Linked DNA regions of Sus scrofa: region 1 is linked to region 2. Evidence: chromatin contacts called from public HiChIP or PLAC-seq data. All regions are on one chromosome and are shown on one strand. The core of a region is the stretch at or near the end of the contact, and the rest is flanking DNA. Distances in the headings are between cores, read along the strand shown. Region 1 has its middle 610 kb from the start of FAM49B. Region 2 has its middle 460 kb from the start of FAM49B.

Region 1 (3,465 bases), core at 897-3,396, 160 kb after region 2:
TAGACTTCCAATGGCCATGCATTTGCGTAATTGATAGAATATCCTTTTTTTTTATTTCACTGATGTTTTCCATATTCTGTTGATACATATCATCTTGATACACTGGCGGATAACATTTAGGAAGCTGCTTTATCAAAGCACAGTGCCCTTCTGTGGAATCCTTGGAATACAGAAGGAGACCTGGGAGTTCCCGTCGGGGCGCAGTGGTTAACGAATCCGACTAGGAACCATGAGGTTGCGGGTTCGGTCCCTGCCCTTGCTCAGTGGGTTAACGATCCGGCGTTGCCGTGAGCTGTGGTGTAGGTTGCAGACGTGGCTCGGATCCCACGTTGCTGTGGCTCTGGCGTAGGCCGGTGGCTACAGCTCCGATTAGACCCCTAGCCTGGGAACCTCCATATGCCGAGGGAGCGGCCCAAGAAATAGCAACAACAACAACAAAAGACAAAAAAAGACAAAAAAAAAAAAAAAGGAGACCTGGACCATGGAAGATAATATCAGAAACCTGTCTTCCCACCTCTACCACAACTGGAATTGTCATGGGGCTGGGAGACCCAGCAATAGTGCTCTCAGCAAAATGTGCTGAACTTGGGAGAATGGCAAGTGTGGACTCACGGTCGGTCACAAAGAGGTCATCGGATTTGGGAGGAATATACTATATATTTTAATCCCTTTAACGTGAATGAAAAGAGATTTGCTGTTTTACATTAACCACGGGGGATCATGGATCTGTCCTTCCTGGAAACGTCTTTGAACTCAAGTGCTTCTTGCCGACATTGACATTTGCTTTTGTGGGTATTTTAGAGCTTTGAAAATCAATGCATAGATGGTTAAATTGATCCTTCCTTTCAACTGCAAAATAGATCCTACCCTTCCATAAGCATATGATATCGTGGAAATCACTCAAGAACTTCTCTAGGATTCAGGCCTTGCTTCTATATCATAGGAATAGTAATAACTGCCTTGCAGAGCAGAATTAAATGCGGTGACTTCAGTAAAATACCAAGTCCAGTTCTTGAATATAGTAGGCCTCATATACAGGGCATTGCTATAAGTAGGCTTTGCTTATCAGGTAGGATCTAGTTCACAAAATTCTATTGCCAACCATAGGAGATAATTTTGCTATCCAGTAGTTTTCTTTTAATTCCGCTCCAAAGGAAAGAAGGAGGGAAGGTAGGAGGCAAGGAAAGAAGGGAGAAAGGGAAACAAAGAAGGTGTTAGATAACAATGAGAACAGGGAAAATATTTCAAAGTGTGTGAAAGGTCACATTTCTTTGCACAGACATCTGTTCTGCCCATCTCTTGGTCTCACAGGCCAGGCTGGCTGTGCTGTAGGGATCAGAGCTTCAGTGTTTATTTGTGCAGTCCTCAACGTTAGCTGGCAGCTGCTCCAGTGCAGGAATTTTATGGCAGGAAATATAAAGTGCTGTTGGATCCGGGTGCTTTACAGTCCCGGGTAGCATTGTTCTTTCTGAAGAAAAAAATATGAAAGAAAGAAAAAAAGGAAGAGGGTGACAATCAGCTAAGGACTATTAAGCTTCATGGCCTTGATCTTATCATATTGCATCTACTCTTACCAGTTCTTAATGACTACAATGTAATAACATCTTTAAAATTTATTGAGACAATTAGAAGCAAATAGTTCTTTTGACCCTCAGCTCTTTCAAAGTCGCATGATGCTACGAGAGAAAGTGGAGCCAGGAGGCAAAAGTCCTTTTCAAGGTGTTTGTAGTTTAATGTGCATTTTAGATTCCTGAGTGCCACGTGGAAAATGGAGTTAGATGGTAGGTCGAAGACACCAGAATTCTGGTCTCAGCTTTTCCTTTAATTTGTGAACGGTCTTGGTTTAAGGCTGTGGATTATCTGCCCTGACCTTAATATGCTTATATGCAAAATGGGAATGCATCCATCTCTAAAATCCTTTTTTTGGACCAAAAATAAAGAACTCTCTTGGGTGATTGAAAACAAATGCTTTGCTTTGGTTTGCTCCCTACACTCTTGACTTCATCCTTTATGGGACACTGCTGAGTCCACAGCACTGGCTAGATTGGTAGTGGACCATGTGACTTTTGCCCATGTCCAAGCCACAGCCTACAGGACAACAAAACTGAGCACCCAACTGAAAGCAGATCAGGAGGCCAGTGTCCTTGAGCCTGCATGAGTCAGTCCGAGCTGGGGAGTCTGTGACTAGGAAAATGACAGGCAGGGCTGACTCACTTGGAAGCTGAAGCCCAAAGCCTCAAGGTCAATTCAGGATCGAGACAGAGAGTGTAGTTCCTAAAACGCTGTTATGGCACAGCTGGCTGTATTGAGTGTCTCAGAGAGCAGGTAGGAAAAAGCCAGGAGAGATGCTATTACTGCAATTTTAGGAAAACCTTGAGACACATTCATGTATGAATGTTTGTGTGCGCGCGCGCACACACACACACACGCATTATTTCAGGGCCACTTAATTTAGGCATGAGGGCTCTGAAGTTATACTGCCTGAATTTAAATTCTAGCTCTGTGACCTTAGGTAAGTCATTTAACCTCTCTGGGCCTCAGTTTTCCCACAAGTGACATGGAATGGGAGCTAATAGTACCACTGATCCTGTGAGATCGTACATAAAGTTCTTAGCATAATTCCTGGACCATACTAATAGCTTGAAAATTCTGTGCCTGTTCTATTCATTATTTATTTTTATTTATTTATTAATTATTTATTTTCATCTATTATTGTTTAATTTATTTACATTTACATTTACCTCTACAATAAACCCCTTGTCCTTGAGGTAACACCAACAGGCCTTTCTTTCTTTGCAATTAATAAGTCTTGTGTTAACTGAGATAAACTCCTATTCTTTCAGTACAAAGAATTTTATGGCAGGGCATGCTGTCTGTCTGTCTCTCTACTCCTCCAGCTTTGAAAAATGTTATTTCCTCTGTCAAAAGAAATGATCCTTATACTTCAAAGCTGATCTTTCCTTCTCCATGAGACTTTCATTGATTACCGTTTTCATTGATTTTCATCTCTGCTGAATTTTGTCTGCATCCACATAAGACTTTCTAGAGTCATATCTGAGAGCTCTTCCAACCACCATAGCACGTAATTGATGCTCTTTGGATTGTGGTGGTCATAATAGTTCATGCTTAAATCCACTCTCCCCCAACAAAGTATAAGCTTTTTGAGGGTCAGGGCTGTGCTTCTTATTTATTTATTTCCCAAAGTGTCTAATATAATCCTGGAATTACCAAAGGAATTTAATAAATTGATATTATTGGAAAAACTTGGGTAAACCATGACAATTTCCTCGATAAAGCGGTTCTTCCATTCCTGACGTCACCTTTGGCGAGCTCATCCAGCAATTTCACAGTAGTTATTTAATAGTGGAAGACTTGAAAGTAAACAAGTTTAAAGAAACCCAAGTGCATCTGGTTCTCCTATTAGATGTGCAGTTAATGACCTGCTCCAGGTTGGGCAAATCATGT
Region 2 (3,200 bases), core at 644-3,143:
CTGTTCCTCATTATCTGAGCACCCCAAGACAAGGGAACCAGCATCTCTCAATATCCTTTTCCTTATGTACAAAATGGAGTGAATAATATTTACCATGTCATGTTTTTATGCTAAATCAAATGAGATCACTCTATGAGAAAGTGCCTAGCTCAGTCCTGGGCACATAGCAGATAAATGCTAGTGCCATGGAAGGGCACTCACTGGCCTTTCTTTTGAAAAACCTATGACTAGAAGTTGTACAATGCATTTGGGGGCTGACTTTTCAAAGACGGGGGAGTGCTGTCAGGTCAAAGTGTGATATGACCCAAGCTTTGAAGAGCGAGTAAAGATGCTCCAGGTGATGGGCTTGGAAGGTCCTGATGCAGCTAGGAGGTATCATGGCTATTTATCCAAAACTGGGTTCATTGGACTTGGAAGGTCCTGATGCAACTAGGAGGTACCATGGCTATTTATCCAAAACTAGGTTCATTGAAAACGAAGTTGGGGAGTACCAAGAATTATTTCTCAGTATTCCATATTTACACATATAGAAAATGGGTATGCTCTGGCAAGTGTCTGATCATTTGTGGTGCAGTCTGTCTCCATACCCCTCACCTGCCCCCATTCCTGGGACAGAGGGCTCCCTGGAGGTGGCTATTTCCAACAATCATGGTTGGATTTCAGGTTAATTTGGCTCCAGCTGAATTTCAATTTAATTATTCAGCAAAGATGAGCCCTGTTATTCCTCTGTTTTCGTTATTCTGATTATTCCTGCTAGAACTAGGCATGATCCTCTCCAAGAACCCTCAACCACGTTATGATTCTTTATGTAAATGCTCCTCTCCTGCTCTAAATGGCATCCAGCCCCATGTCTGACAGATCGCTTGTATAATAAATGATAAATGACTCACAAAGCTATACTTGAATGGAAACATGTAGCTACAATTTTCACCAATCATCAATAACTATGTTGAGAGTCTCGTGCACTTCAAATTAAAAACTTTATGGATGTATGGAGTTGCTTTTGTGGCTCAGCGGTTAACAAACCCAACTAAGATCCATGAGGATGTGGGTTCGATCCCTGGCCTTACTCAGTGGATTAAGGATCTGATGTTGCTGTGAGCTGTGGTGTAGGTCACAGACACGGCTTGGATCTGGCGTTGCTGTGGCCGTGGTGTAGGCCAGCAGCTGTAGCTCTGTTTTGACCCCTAGCCTGGGAACCTCCATATACCATGGATGCAGCCCTAAAAAAAGCAAACAAACAAAAAACTTGACATCATTATCTGGATAATGACTTGCAAGCCCCATGAGGGCAGTGTTGGTGACTGCCGCGGTCATCACTGCATCCTCAGTGCTTTGCTTAGCCCTGTACTCGCACATAGTAGGAACAGGGTGCATGTTTCTTTAATCTGTGTGCGTGAACTAAAACTGCAAATGCAATAAAGAGCTGTGAGATAGGTCTGAAAAGGATGTAATGTTGGTGCAATATTTAGTATCCTGGAGCACATTCTCGCTTCTGGAAAAGAGATTTCCTCTCCAGTTTAAATGTCCTGAATTGTATGTAGCCACATTGCCACCTTCATAGGCTGAGGGATTGCTGGACCATAAGCACAATTCCAAATGGAGAGACATTCCTGGCACCCGGAGGAACGCCTGCGAAAGTCAGAGAGACTTTCTCCAAATGGACCAGATTTATAGGGTGAGAAAGATGTGTGAATCTAGGCCAGAGGCCAAGGTTCCTCATTTAGTCTGTCATTGGCAAGGGAAGACCTTAACGAGATCTAAAAACAACTGGCTTCTGCATACCTGCCCTTGAAGGACACTTAGCCCAGAAACCTCCGTACACAGCCTTTCTGCTACACTACCCTGGGAGGGCATAGGCTAGTCCCTCGGTGTCCTAGAAGGAACACGTGCATTATTAGAGTGGCTTCAACTGCTTCTCCCTTTGGCTGTACAATGAGGAGGGTGGGGCCCTCTGATGTCCAACACAGCTGTGATGGAGTGTCCAGAGACTGAAACTCACATCCTAAGTGCAAGACTCAGCTCAGCCACTCTGCTTCCTGGCTGCGGTTTACTAGTGGGCAGTTCCATTCTGTATGGTCCAAGGGTATGGTTCCATTCCTCCTTCTGCCAGAAAGCAGGTCTTCCTTTGGACACTGCAATCGATCTAGAATGTGAACGCCCCGCTGCACTGTGAGCTCGCTGAGGGCAGGGGCTGCACTGTGTGTGCCCCGTACCCGTGGTGCAGGGTTCAGAGCAGATGCTCAGTGCAGGTTAGGGAAGGAATGAACTTCATCTCTGTTCTAGGCGCTCCGGTGGGTGTTGGTGACTGCCTGTCCAAGGATGTCCTCTAGATGGCAAACTCAGCTCAATTTTGAATGGGAGTCAGAGCCTCTGGCTGGGCGATGCCCTGGCAGGGAATAGTTTGTTGGAAATCCAGTTTCATCCAGTGCACATGGAATCTTCAGAAGGTTGGGAGACTTCTGGAATGCCAGCCGGTCAGGATGAATCTCTTCTTTTCCAGGGAGACGATGGGTGTGGGTTTGTCATCTCCCGGCTCCCACCAGTGTTTTCTGATCAAGGGAAATGGTACTTCAGAGGAGGGGAAGGTGGGGATGAAGCCAGCCTTTCTTCATAGGCACTGTTGAGTGACTTCATGTGTATTTTCTCATCTAATTCTCACAATGATCCTACAGTCTGCGTAGTGAGTGTTATTATTTCCCCTTTATAAATGATGACGCAGAGACCCGGAGACGTTAAATCATCTTATCAAAGTAGCGTAGCTTTTTTAGAAGCCCAGGGTTGCTAAGTTATGTCATGCCAATGTCTCGACCACTTTCCCCTCCCTGTTTAACTAGGGAAAGAAAAGATTGAAAAATCAAGGGTGAGGTGGCTTTCCCCTTGTGGCTTGGTGGGTGAAGGGCCTGATGTTGTTTCTATGAAGATACCGGTTTGAGTCCTGGCCTCGCTCGGTAGATTAAGGATCTGGCATTGCTGTGGCTGTGGTGTAGGTTCACGGATGCGACTCAGATTCAACCCCTGGCCCAGGAACTTCCATATGCCACAGCCGGAGCCATAAAAAACAGAGATGTGATAGCTTTAATTAAGTATGCAGATGTAGGGGGAGACGGTAAGAATCCTCAGCTCTAGGCAGTGATGCCTACTCTAGCCTAAGAAAATGACCAGTATCTCAGGTCCTGGCAAGACAGGGCTTTATATGT

The links. HiChIP or PLAC-seq counts read pairs in DNA pulled down with a chosen protein or histone mark.
Region 1: an H3K27ac HiChIP or PLAC-seq map of skeletal muscle shows a contact between it and region 2. The contact joins two enhancer-like sites. A contact is called at or near these places in 2 of 2 datasets of contacts at active chromatin or transcription factors (alveolar macrophages and skeletal muscle).

The regions. Positions count from the first base shown.
Region 1 is chr4:11,089,360-11,092,824 of Sscrofa11.1, forward strand. No RefSeq gene overlaps it. Among named protein-coding and RNA genes, the nearest start is that of FAM49B, 610 kb to the left of the region's middle. Within about 2 kb of position 2,147, at least 5 of the 83 cell types and tissues checked have an H3K27ac peak or open chromatin away from gene starts, as enhancers often do. A contact at or near this core is called in alveolar macrophages and skeletal muscle, where this site is marked.
Region 2 is chr4:10,933,663-10,936,862 of Sscrofa11.1, forward strand. No RefSeq gene overlaps it. Among named protein-coding and RNA genes, the nearest start is that of FAM49B, 460 kb to the left of the region's middle. Within about 2 kb of position 1,894, at least 11 of the 83 cell types and tissues checked have an H3K27ac peak or open chromatin away from gene starts, as enhancers often do. A contact at or near this core is called in alveolar macrophages and skeletal muscle, where this site is marked.